2 separate regions of the Mus musculus genome follow, and region 1 is linked to region 2. A link is a contact called in public HiCAR-type data. All regions are on one chromosome and are shown on one strand. Each heading gives the region's core, a stretch centred on a gene start, on an enhancer-like site or on the middle of the called end of the contact. The rest is flanking DNA. Distances are from core to core; before and after follow the strand shown. Region 1 holds the start of Zc3h12c (zinc finger CCCH type containing 12C). Region 2 holds the start of Layn (layilin).

What was found. HiCAR-type assays count read pairs that join an accessible place to other places.
Region 1: a HiCAR-type map of astrocytes shows a contact between it and region 2, with 3 times the contacts expected there. The contact joins the promoter of Zc3h12c here to the promoter of Layn in region 2. A contact is called at or near these places in 2 of 39 promoter capture datasets (hippocampal neurons and liver), 1 of 115 datasets of contacts at active chromatin or transcription factors (astrocytes) and 1 of 9 other capture datasets (embryonic tail).

Annotation. Positions count from the first base shown.
Region 1 is chr9:52,144,675-52,151,564 of GRCm38.p6, forward strand. It overlaps Zc3h12c (zinc finger CCCH type containing 12C), which reads right to left and starts at 4,689. Exons shown (of 6, transcript NM_001368810.1): 1 at 4,595-4,689. The coding sequence starts at 4,618.
Region 2 is chr9:51,075,011-51,081,746 of GRCm38.p6, forward strand. Layn (layilin) reads right to left here and starts at 2,084. Exons shown (of 8, transcript NM_001033534.1): 1 at 1,876-2,084; 2 at 1,312-1,335. The coding sequence starts at 1,960. It overlaps Hoatz (HOATZ cilia and flagella associated protein), which reads right to left. Exons shown (of 6, transcript NM_177702.4): 6 at 6,303-6,520. The coding sequence ends at 6,463.

The DNA of each region.
Region 1 (6,890 bases), core at 3,439-5,938, 1.1 Mb after region 2:
TTCCTCCCTCCTTCCCTCCCTCTCTTTCCTTCTCACCCCATGCTCTCATGTAGATATGTAGGTATGTAACAAAGAATAAGAGGTCATAAATTTGGAAAGGAGCCTGACACATGGAGTAGGAAGGAGGAGAGGGGAGGAGGTCATGACATAAAAATAGCAGTCATATGTGAAAGCCTAAACAAAAAGTTAATTTACATAGTTAAATGAAGGGACACATATTCTAAAATGGCCAGTGAGGAATGGAATAACAGCAGAGCTAATTACATCCTTTGGTCAAGCATCCTGCCATTTGCCTATGATTCCAGCAGCTGGGCCACTGACACATGAAGATGGTGTCCTTGAGATTAACTTGGGCTACATAATGAGTTTCAACCCAATTTGTCTCAGAAGAAGAAAAAATGGCTGATTATCTTCCATTTTGAGATGAAAGTAATTTTTCATCAATAATGATGACTTTTTGAATACTGAACATTGTAACAGAAAATACTTTTAAATATTATGGTCCTTTATTAATTAGCAAAGAGATACAGATTTTATTCTACATGAAATTTGAGGCAAACAGGCATACTATTCTATCAGTTTTTTGATATTTTTTGATAGAAAGTATTTTTGTACTGCATCAGACTAATACTTGTTTATGGTCATACCACCTTGAGCTGACCGTGTCTGCTCTCAGATTAACAGTACACCTGCATTTTATTTAAAAAAATCACCTTTTCTTTGTTTTCCTTGTAGGAATGTTTTTCCCGTTTCAAATGTCTCTGCTGTTATACTACTTTTCCTTAAGACCTACTGGAAATAATTTAATTCTCTCCTAGGGATAGGTCAGAAAAAGGAGGCTATTTTCTCTTTCTACAAACAACACAAGTTATTAAGGAAATTCTGGTGTTCTACCACTAATTAGCAAGTCAAGAGTAGCTAAACCTAAGGCTGTCATAAAAACACCTATTTGGATAATCTAAAAAAGAAAATTGGAGAAATATTTTAAATTGAACCTCTTTAACAAAATATACATACCAGAAGAAACCAATTATATAAACATTAAAAGAAAATGGTGATTTTGAAATTTAAATTTTGATCTAATAAACCCACTAACAGGAGCAACTATTTCTCCACAATGTAATGAATTTCATTAAATATGATAGATACTAAAGAACATGAGATCTTTAAACATACAAAATTTCAATATTTCTTTGGGATAGAAGTCCTACACATTTCTATAGGAGTTTCTTCAGGGTGTGTTCTTTGAGGATAACTGATAACTTGAATAACTAATACAGCTGATAACTAATACAACTTGATAACTAATACAGCTGTTCTACTAATACAACACTCACTAAGGAAACACTCAACTAACTTCCTAGTTCCTGGAAACCCCACTGATAAAGAGCATCTGCTTCATTATGAAGCTGCGTCCATTTCAACTTTTTCTATTAATATGGATGTGCATGGCCCAATTACTTAGAATTAAGGGAGGGATTTGAAAGTAAATCTGTACTCCTGTGATTTACTAACTACAGTAATGTACTAACACCATAATGCAAGTAACAAATCACAACAGCATCCTAATAATGGGATACAGTTAAAAGAAAATCTACACCGTGGCCTTAGTAGAGCTCCCACCAAAAGTATCTTAAACAAGAAAAATCTATTGGAAGCTGGGCTGCCTGGCAACCAGAAGATGGTTGCTAAGCTGCACTCCTTTAACATGCCATCATGAATGCTAGCACAGTGAAAGAATAATTTGGTATGAACAAAAGCCTATAAAAGAGACTGGGACTTAAGTGCGTCTGGTTTACCCTCAGAGAACAATGCAGCTGCCAAGCCAATCTGGACGCTCCGACATCATTGTTCTGTAAACCCCACAATCTGGTCTGACTGCAGGAAGTGCATTTAATGGGAAATATTTTTGATCTCCCCTGAAAAGTTTGGGGTTTGCATAAGTGGTGTTGTGAGATAATTCAAGATAAATGACTTGCTGACCAAATTGTTGAGTTCAACTAGGGGATATTATTTTAATATTGAGCAGTTTTGTTGTGTTTTTGAGCTGGGGGATCTGTATCAGACATGATAAATACCTCTGGAAAACACAGACAGTGAGATGAAAATTTCTGACTGAAAGATATGTAGATTTTTTTAATTTTCACTTTTCAAAGTGGCAAGCCCAGATACTGCAAAGTTTTGAAACAAAAAAGCCTGACCAGTTTAAAACTGCCCTTCAGTCAATCCTTCTATTTCTCCTCCAGGCTAGTATTTGAAAAGCACCAGTGGTTGTACCTGGATCTGTTTTGCTATGTCCTTTACCACATGGCTATAGTGTAAGGCTGGGAGAAATGGATGTTTGGTTGTTTTTATAGCGTTAAACTCTTTAATAGTTCTTTATAGTAACATAGTTAGCAAACACTAATACTTTCAATTTCATTTGTACATACTATTTAAATAACATTTCACAATATGTTTTTCAATAATAGCCAATAGTGCTTTCCAATGTTAAAACTAAATGCAAGCATGGTCTAGGTTTTAAATGAACAATTGCAATAACTTGATTTGTATTGACTGAGATGGTAAACATTTGGATTTTAAAACTTCCATTTGTAGAGTGCTTCTGATCAAGTTGTAGCTCGTAAAACTTGCCATGACTTAACAGGGCCTTTAAAAACAATCCAGAATTTGATATGAGCCTTAATATTTGAAGAGATACAAATAGCAGTAGTGGGACACACAGAGCTTAAAGAAGTTAACACCCAAAGCTGTGCACAGTGAAGAGTGCCACGGTGCCTCTGTCTGCTTAGCAGTTTAACAATGACTACTAAGTTTTCAAAGAAAAAGAATTCATAGAATGTGTTACTTATCATATGCAATGCAATAATATCTTTTAATTTCTAAACCATGAATGGTTTAGACTTTTAAAGTTTTGTATTATTCAGTCAAGCCTAAGCTTATGCAAGTATAAAACTCAAATAAAATCAACCAGTATGGTCATTTTCCTCTGTTCCTGCAGAAGCAGGGTCACAGCATCACTACAGAATAGACCAGCTTGTACTTCCAGAGTCACCGGAGAACTCTGAGAAGAAACTGTAAACTTTGTATCACAGAACCATTCTATATGGTGGCTTGTACATTATACCCAGATATAATAAAGATATTCTGTTCTTGAACAAAAAAATACTAGGCAAAAATACAATAAAGACATACCCAGTTTTAAAATATCCATAGACTATCTCTAGATATATCAGAAATTCACTCTTTTTCTTGATAAAGACTATCTAAAACTTAAATAATAGTATTTGTTGAAAAAGAACAAATTATGTTAATTTTGTACATGATGATGAAAAGTGACTTATTCTTTCAGTTGTCAAAAAAAAAATAACTATAGTGGCTAAATGCAGGTTTAGGACATGAAGGGCACTGATCTGAAATTTATTGCATCTACTGGAATTCCTCTATTTAGTAAAAAGATTGTTTGCTAGTTCTCAATAGGCAACTTGGATAACAACTCACCTTAACCTGGGTAAAGCTTGTTTTTATCATTCTAAAGAGCACGATAGTGACCAGGAATATTAGGCCATAAACTTGCTACATCAAATTATTTGTTTGTAAAGTCACAATGCATGAAAGTAGGTTCTGGTTGCTATCCAAATGGTTATACTAGAGAACAATGAGAGTAAAATAATGAATATGTAATAAATACCTACTGCTATGGTCTTCCCGTATTTAATTACCATTGTACTTGAGTGAGCACTGTTGTCTGCACCCCTCTAGCTAACAAAGGAAGGATGTTCCTTTGAACAGATTGGTTAATGTTCTGGGGCAACAGATGTCTACTGGAACTGCAGGAGACCAGCAACTGGTGGCCTGCCTATCTTCTGAAAACTTTCAATAGACTTATGCATATGTTCACACAATGGGGCATGTGGTAGAAACGAAAACCTCTCTTTAACCCTTTATGTTCTTTCGTTCCCTCCCAACTGACAGATGAAAGTCTTTGTCTACTTATCAGCTCCCCATTACAGAACTCTTGAAACTAACTGGGATGGCATCTTCAACCTGATATCTGAAATTAACAGAAGAGGAAAAGAAAGAGAAAGGAACTAAATCCCACACCAATACTGACATTGTTGACAAAGCACCCGAATGCTTAATCATCACCTTTAAAAGCAGCTGTTGGAAACAGCGATCAGTCTCAATCCATCTCTGCAAACTAGACTCTTCACACCACAGAAACAATCCACTGAACCTGACCAGCATTTCACAGGGATGCCGTGAGAAACAAAAGCACTTGACAAGAGAAAATCTAAATTTGTTGTTTAGCAGGAGATTAGAACTTGGGTATAACTTGCCCTAAGCTCCCGAGGATTGCTTAATGCCCAAGGCTTACACGCATTCACAAGCTAAAAGTAAGTGTATGCAAAAACATACAAATATAAAACTCTGCCTCACAGATATATTCTCAGAAAGAACCAGTTTCTCTTAGCATACTGGCACCAACACTTTCCTTTTCTTTTGTGGTGCCTCTTCTCCTGCACAGAGCTGAGATTATAGCCTTTACAGCAAAGTTTAACTTCTAAAAGCAGTAAGTAGCATAGATACTTACGTTAGCAGGAAAATACAAAGACATTGGTTTCTGTGGCAGCTCCAGCAGTAACAACAATTTTAGCTGCAGACTTCCAGGCAGGCAAGAAGAACAATGAGTGGTTGAACAGATGGAATGGCAATGTCTTTGCTTAACCTATTACCGAGTGGAGCAACAGCCAATCACAGGCCAGAAAGCTCACAATTAGTTAGTCAGGCAGATGCAAGACAACCTCAGCACCCTGCGTCAGGTTCATAGGTTCCTAAGATAAGCAAGCTGATGTCATTCTTGGGTCTGCCCCGGGCAGCATGTGTATTAAATGAGGGGTGTGCAGCAACAATAGGCCATACAAAGCTGACTAGTAGGCAGCTGCTCTCTATGCGAGCAGTCATTAGGGAGCAGGCTGCCAACAAGAAACACCTGGCTTGGGCAGACTTCAGCCTTGCCTCTGTTTTTAATGCACGAAAACAATGAAAGCAATTATATTTTAAAGTAGAAAAGTTGCATGTTTCCAAAAAAGTTGAGGCTATATATTAGTCTATTAGTGTTTCATCTTTCTTTGAGAGAGAAAGAAAATGAGGTGTGTCAAAGTAGCAGTTAACTATTGCAGCAATCTCTTATAATAGATCAGTTACTGGTGAAATGAGGCAGAAGTTATAGTTAATCTATTTCTCTGGCTACAGTGGAAAATCTGTACTTTCAAGTATTTGTTAGCTGGCCGGTGGTCCGTGGTGGCGCACACCTTTAATCTCAGCACTGGAGAGGCAGAGGCAGGCGGATTTCTGAGTTCGAGGCCAGCCTGGTCTACAGAGTGAGTTCCAGGACAGCCAGGGCTACACAAAGAAAGCCCGTCTTGGAAAAAAAAAAAAAAAAAAAAAAAAAAAAAAAAAAAAGACAACAAAAAAAGGTATCTGTTAGTGTGTTACAAGATAATAAAACTTAGAGCTGGTGAAAATAGCAAAATCAAAGGCATATGAGTTTACAAATAGAATTAATTTTAAAAGTTCTCTAGAAGTATAGTAAAATAAAATACTAATTTGGTCTAAGTTTGTGAAAAGAAGTAACATAAAAATGTACATTTAGACAAAACTAACTTTAACCTAAAATCATTAGACCAGACCAGCTGAGCTATGAAATATAGCAATGTAAAACTCTCTTATTATAGATACTGGTTAGCTATCTAATTAAGTAAAAACAAAACCTTTTATAACATACTTGCTAAAAATGTATTTCATAAAATTTCAAAGTTGTAATACTCAAATTTAAGTCTAGAATATGTTAGTATTAACAAGAAATACTGGGATAATTTTGAAGGACATCTCAAGTATACTAAATAAGTATCCTCGATTTACTTCCACGATCCACATGACTGCGTATATAATCCTACGGACTACTTGCTTGAGTGCTGCATAGGTTATTTCTTGAGTGAGCTAGGATTATGAAAACATTTAATCCAGATGTCAACACCATAAGACATTGTAGTTATTCCTTGCTGAAAAAAAATCTACAGCTGATCTACTTATGTGATGTAGACTACCCATGTGTGTAGTCTAGAAGCAACACATACACATGTATGTACATCACACATGCACATGGACACATACAGCTGTACACACTGTTCCACATACACACTCCCTTTTCACTGAAATGCAAATGAAATTCCAGTATAGACTAAGAACTACTAATTTATGCAGAGCCCAGACTTTAAAGATATAAAACTAAAATACCTGAAACAACCTAAGTCAATTTCTCTTTTCACACACAGGGGGCCATCTGTGAAAACCTAGGACAAGAAAGTTCTCTTTCTTCAGGACTTCTGCCCTTGTCCTTTTCATGTTCGATCAAACACAAGTCAGATGTTTCTCTATTTACAAAATGAAAAATCTATTTCACACACTTAAAAATCTCAGCTATCTCACTACAAACATTCACCATGCTGACTAAAAACCTGATAGCTATTTCCAGAAATAAAAAATATAATATGATATTATAGGTCATCATGTCTATGGATGTTTTCACTCAATAGAACTTAGTATTTACTGAAGCTATGTGTGTGTGTGTGTGTCTGTGCGAGTGTGGAGGTCAGGGGATAACTTTCTTTCTTTTTTTTTTTTTTAAAGATTTATTTATTTATTATATGTAAGTACATTGTAGCTGTCTTCAGACACTCCAGAAGAGGGCATCAGATTTTGTTACGGATGGTTGTGAGCCACCATGTGGTTGCTGGGATTTGAACTTCGGACCTTTGGAAGAGCAGTCGGCGCTCTTTAACCACTGATCCATCTCTCCAGCCCCAGGGGGATAACTTTCTTAAGTT
Region 2 (6,736 bases), core at 834-3,333:
CCATCTCTCATTTGATTGACACTTGAAGGACTGAAGACTGTTTCAGAAAAATGGATGAGATTCCACTGAGCAGCAAGTAGCAAGCTGTTCACTAGCACAGGCTGCCCTAGCTTGTATCTGGATGACTGGAGTCTTGCTGCAGCTGAAACCCATCCCAGTCACCCCTCTGTTCAGTCAGCATTTATTGGGTAAATCCCCCTCGCTTGGTGTGCTAGGTATTGAGAATACAGAAATGCCAATTCCTAACCCACAGGAGCCCACAGCATGATTCTGGATGTAAGGGTACAAAATAAAAACCAAATTTCAACAAGGAAACCAGTCCCTGTAATGAAAGAGCCAAACTTCAGGCTACAGGTGTGAATTGCTGCCATGGAAGAAGGCGTAAATGATTTTATATTGTCAGACTTTCTGGAATGTTTTAATATCCCCAAGATTTCAGCTCTGTAGAAAGCCAGACGATGGTTTTTTTTTTTTATGTCCATTAATTGTCCAGCATACAAACCAAAAGGCCACAGACAGTGCTATCTATGAGGGAGCTATACAAGATTCTCCCCAAATCTCCATGCTTTGATAAACTCTCAGTGGACAAGGAGCTGGGAGCATCCTGTACTTGCCTGCCTTGTTAGAGGTTTCTAACAGAACAGGCTCCCAGCGGATGAGAGTGCTCAGATGCTGGGCTTCTCACCGGGGAAGTGTTCCAGAGAGGAGAATGCAGGCATTGGAGGACTGCAAAGAGCCCTGAACACCCCCAAACCTGGTACAAGAGAAGCTGCAGTTGCTTTTACTAGTGGTCCCGCCTGCCTTTCCAGGCCAGACTGCCAAGAGAAAGCTTAACACCTTGATAGAGTTTCCTGTATGGTCCAGGCTGGCGGCATATGTCTAGTGTATGCTAGTGAGTTCTAGGGAGTACCAGAGCTGGAAGGAGGCCCAGGACCCATCTGGTTCCCCTGCCTTCAGGAAGTGTCTTTCTTTTCTCATTTGCAGGAAGGGGAAGGGCAGGCAGGAGGTCTCCTGTCACCAAGCACAGAGCCATGCAGCCCTAACCCTCCCAGTGGCGTCAGCAGCTCCTCTGCTTAGCCAAACACCCCCTCCCAATCCTGAAACCAAAGTTAGATTTCTTAAACCAGACCCACAAGCTAGAATACAGTGGAGATTCCAATTCTACTCCATCCCTCTTGGCCAAAGGGAACCTGATAAAAAGATACCGATCGCTCCCCGCCCACGCTCCTCCCACCCACCCCCCAACCCCCCCCCCCACCCCCGCGCCCCATGCAGACCTAGTGGAACAAGAAAGAAGTCGGACCACTGTACCTCCTCTGGGGTCCAAGTCCGAGGCTGCAGTGACACACACACAGGGAAGGAAGCAGAGAGTCACTCTTGGAGCCTGGCAGGGCTGGTTCCTGGCTAACTAGGCGCTTTCCCAATCTCCAAGCATTTCCAGGCCAGCCACCCTCCCCTCAGAGGAGAGTAACAGGTACAGTTCCCATAGCCCTGCGGATCCAGGATCGGCTGCCTCCACTAGAAGGGTCCAGGCAGCATGGCGCTCAAGGGGCACTCACTGGAAGAAGTTTGCCAACTGCCCCACCCAAGCTACATCCTCCTCACCCCTTAGTAACCCCGGGGAGAGAACTGACTTCCAGCGTTGCGGATACCTAGGGTGGCCCCAGGAACTGGAGCTGGTTGCATTTTTGCTCCCTGGAAGCAGAGAATTCAAGAAGGCTGATTGGGTCCGGGGTTGGATCTGGGGATTGCCCCACTACATAAAGGGGCCAGGGTGCAGTGACCCTGAAGACAGTCCTCAACTGCTGAGGTTTACTGGGTGCATCAACCCCAGGTGCTCTGGCACCAGCCCTCTCCCCCAGGACACACACTCACCGCTCAGCAGGCGACCCTTCGAATCCCTCGGTTTGGCCAGCAGCACCGCCAGCAACATAGCCTGCAGCGCTGCTCCCGGCTGCATGGCTGGACTCCAGTGCCTCCCGACACCCTGGGACTAAGGCAGAGAAGTGGGCAAGTAGACGACTGCGTTTGAGCAACTGCAACCAAGGCAGCTGCATCTCCCAAGGATCCACAGACCCCGCACTGGGCGGAGTCCGGGAGGGCTCTGAGTCGTTGGTTGCCCATCCACCCCCTGGGACGTCACTGCGGGGGAAGGCAGCCCCTTGGGCTGGCCCGCCCCCAACGTCTAGTGCTCTGGACTCCAGAAACTGCTAACTCAGGGGGAGTAGCCAACGGAAGGGGCCGCTCTTTGCAGAGAGCCGCCCAGGGAGATTCTGAGTTTGCCTAAGAGAAAAATCCCACTAGTTTTTGAACTCCCAGAAGGTGGAAAGCGGGTACTGTACTTTCAAACAGTATAGCCTCTTGCCCTCATCACTACCCAGCTCTAGTGGGCTAAAGTAGCAAAACCCCTACTTACACCACAGTAAGCGTCAGACCAGGGCAGCACCTGGGAAAGAACTTGAGCAAGGGAGGAACAGATTCTCAAGCAGGCAGTGTGTCTACTGACTAGAGGCATTTCAGACTTGGCCTGAGGGAGACCTCCAGCAGAAGCTAGAGTATTCCAGATCTCAACCAGAAAGACACTTTGCTTTGTGTAGGGCACATATTGGAAGATAGGAGTGGTTTAGTGGAGTTCAGCTTTTGGTGGACAGAAAAATGACTCCCGTTGCAAAGAATGATCCTATTCTTCCTATGGAAGCTTTCATAACCAACCCAAGTGTATGCTCCCCTTTACACTCCCACAGTAGTTGTGTTTACATGTGTGTTCTCAAATACATTCGCACAGTAGATCCAGTCTCCCATCGAAAATCTATGAAGTAGAAAGCTGAGAGTTCATTGATCTTTCCGGTATACTATGGTATTGCGAAGCGTAGCAGAAACCACATCTCGGTTACTGCCTTCTGGATTTTGGTTCCAGTTTGCTTCTGTTTTCCTGTTTATCCAGCTTTTCAGCAGAGCAGTCAGAAAAGCAGAGAAGGGGCCCTGAGAAATGGACCAGTGGTTAAGAGCAGTCATTACTCTTGCATAGGACTGGGTTCAATCCCAGCACCGGGCAGTGGCTCACAATCAACTGTAACTCCAGTTCCAGGGATCTCCTGTCTTCTTCTGGCCCAGAGGCACGAGGCTTGCATGTGATGCACATACATACATACATACATGCTGGGAAAACACCCACAACACATAAAATGCAAATAAATAAATCTTTTAAGAAACGAAGCAGAGGTGCTTCCACACTCTTGACACACTTGTTCTAAACAGGCCTGAGATAAAGCAGGAGTAGGGATGGATCTGTCTTAGCTCCAGCTGAGAACAGAGCAGGAGCTGTGTGATTACAGAACCCCGGCACCAACAGGTGGGGACTGGCAACCCTTTCCTGTGTTCCGGTTAGACTATCTCACACCAACCATTCTCTCTAGACTGTCTCCCCAGCAAAGCAACTGTGGTGGTGGTGGGACACAGAAGTGGCACCTGATGGTCTGCTTGAAACGCTGCATTTCCTTGGTGTCTGTGTGTCCGTTGGCAAGTCATTTTATTCATTATATATCTTGATGGCATTAATAATTGCCATAACAGTTTTGTGATGGTTTGCCGAGGCAAATATGTATGAAAATGTGCAGTTATACTTGACTTAATGTCATCTTAAATAATTTATTTCTAATATTACAAGATCTGTTTCACTTATGAAACTACCACATTGCTTTAAATAATTGTGTCTTCAGTTCTCCCTTTGACACTCTGACTTTGGTCCATATCGGGGCTTTGTTAGCAGATGCAATTAACTGAGTGTAGTGGCTTACAGTAATGACCCCAATACTTCCCACCTCCCAGGATACATATTCTTTATTATGCTAATAGAGTTCTCTTTACTAAAAAAGTAGAATGTTTCCCTAGGCCGTGAGAGTTATTAATCAATGGAATAAACCAGGACTTGGAGCCCACAGCAGAAAACCCCTTTCCTGTTCTTATTCTCTTTCATCGTCTGACTCTCTGAGAGGAGCAGGCCTCAGATATCCTACTGGTTCATGAGTGTCCCCAAGAGGGTGGTATGTGATGCAGTCCATTGGCAGAGTGCTTCAAGTAGCCTGGAATCAGATCAGTCAGAACCTGAGCTGACCTTGTATGAGCTCCAAAGATTGCTTTAGAACTCTTTGTTAAGTGGTCCTGTTGTAGTAAGAACTACCTGTTATTCCTGGCAACTCAGGCATGTGCCACTGTGGGAGGGCTAGTTGACAAGAAAACTCATAATGCGTTATTTTCCTTGGTAAAATTTCTTTGGCCCAGGATCCATTCCTCAGCTTGATGAGCTCAAAGTTAATTAAAAAACCAGTTAAAATGCTTTTTTTGCACTTTGGAATATTCACACATATATAATGAGATATTTTGGTGATAAGACCCAATTTCAAACCCAGAATTGTTTCCTATACATCTTATAACACAGTCTGAAAGTAATGTTCTATAATACAATTTCTGTGCTTTGTATGTGTGGTACATGTATGTATGCATTTGTGTGTGTGTGTGTGTGTGTGTGTGTGTGTGTGTGTGTGTACTTATGCATGACTTATGGCGGCCAGACATTGGGTGACATTGGGTGTCTTCCTCCACTTCTTATTTTGTGCTTATTTTACTATCCATATCACTTTTTGAGACTATGTCTCTGCTGAATTTGGAGCTCACCAATTGCCTAGATTGGTAGGCTAGTGAGAGCCATGTCACCTCTACAGATCCTCCAGTCTCTGCCTCCAAGACTGGGATTGTAGGTGCTGATATTGTATGTCTGGCCTTTTGTGGAGATGCTAGGGATCCAAACACAGGTTCTCATGCTTATGTGAGAAGCACTCATGGCCACCAAGCCATTTCCTTAGTACCTTCTATGATACTTTTAGTGTATCTGCATTTATTCAGGTCCACTGAAGACACATTTTCTACTTCTGATAGCATACCAGCACTCAAAACACTTTGGACTGTGGATACTCGACTCCTTTTTGAACTCAGAACCTCTGGAAGAAGTCAGATTTTAGGTGTTTGGATGATGATGGCTGTAATGGTTTGTATATGCTTGGCCCAGGGAGTGGCACTATTAGAAGGTGTGGCCCTGTTTGAGTAGGTGTGGTCTTGTTGGTGTAGGTGTGTCACTGTGGACGTGGGCTTTTAGACCCTCAATCTAGCTGCCTGGAAGCCAGTATTTTGCTAGCAGACTTCAGATAAGATGTAGAATTCTCAACTCCTCTTGAACCATGTCTGCTGGGATGCCTCCATATTCTGCCTTCATGATAATGGATTGAACCTCTGAATCTGTAAGCCAGTCCCAATTAAATGTTGTTCTTTATAAGAGTTGCCTTAGGGACTGCAGAGATGGCTCAGCGGTTAGGAGCACTGACTGCTCTTCCAGAGGTCCTGAGTTCAATTACCAGCAACCACATGGTGACTATAACCATCTGTAACGGTATCTGATGCCCTCTTCTCATGTGTCTGAAGAAAGTGACAGTAAATTCATAAACATAAAACAAATCTTTAAAAAAATTTAAAAAGTTGCCATTGTCATGGTGTCTGGTCACAGCAGTTAAACCCTAACTAAGACAGCTGCTTAACTTGTAATATGTTTACACAGAGGATTATAATCCTAGGGTAAACCAGTGGTTGGCCTGCAGAGCATATTGTCTTCCTTTCGGCAATGAAAGAATTCCCAGTGAGTGTAGAATCAGAGAAAAAGACATTAGTTGTATGATATAGAACTTCAGACTTTGACAACCTGCTGTCAGTCTCCATGATCGCCACCTGTGTGAGAAATACTTCACTGTGCCAGTATACACAGGATGCTTTGATGTGTAGAAGGAACAAATCCTTAACTGTCTGCTCTCCAGTATATGCCAGAGGTGGGCTGTCAATAGGATTATGCAGCTGTGTATAAGACACAGCCAGCTAGGCCCATTTTTTTCATGGACCCAGTAGCAGCTCAGCTCTGGCTTCAGACCTGTTCTACAAATGGCATAAACCACATTTTGGAAAAGGAGTATTTTTAAAAGAAGGCTTTAAGCTTTTAAGAATGCTTTTTCATCTTTGCTTTATTATTTTTGCAGATAGTACCCAAATCAGGGGTCATATAGGACATTTTATTCTTGTTTATTGAATATTCATAATACAAATAAAATATATACATTGTGGAAACACCTTTCAAGTCAAACAAAAACCAGGAGTTTGGGATGATTATGATGCGAAAATGATTATGGTATGATGTCAAATGCAATAGTATGCAATAAATAAAATAGACACAAATGTTCAATAACTGACAAAACCCACCTGTCTGAATTCTGAAAATTTATTTTAGTCTATTTTAACATGAATGTTCAGTAACTGTCAAATTCCCGGAAGTCTGCACATCTTTAACCTACTGATCCTGCTGTAAGCATAACTTGCTGTAAGGGTGAACACATATCAGTCAGTCGATACCATATGTCAATCAAATCATTCCAAGGCTTTGACTTCTTCTTGGTCCCTTAGGCCTGACTCTGATAAAACTTCCCTGTAGGCAACAAAAAGAATCAGTTTCTACATCCACAATAAAATGTGGTCATTACAGTTACAACATAGCAGGGACATGACTTTTGAATTTCTCCAGTGGATTCTAAATGTGTATTAAATGTGTGACCAAGTATGAGACACATGGGAGAGATCCGGTTGTTTCACTGGGAGTGTGATGTCACGGGCAGGAACCATTGCCTCTTACTGAGCGACCATA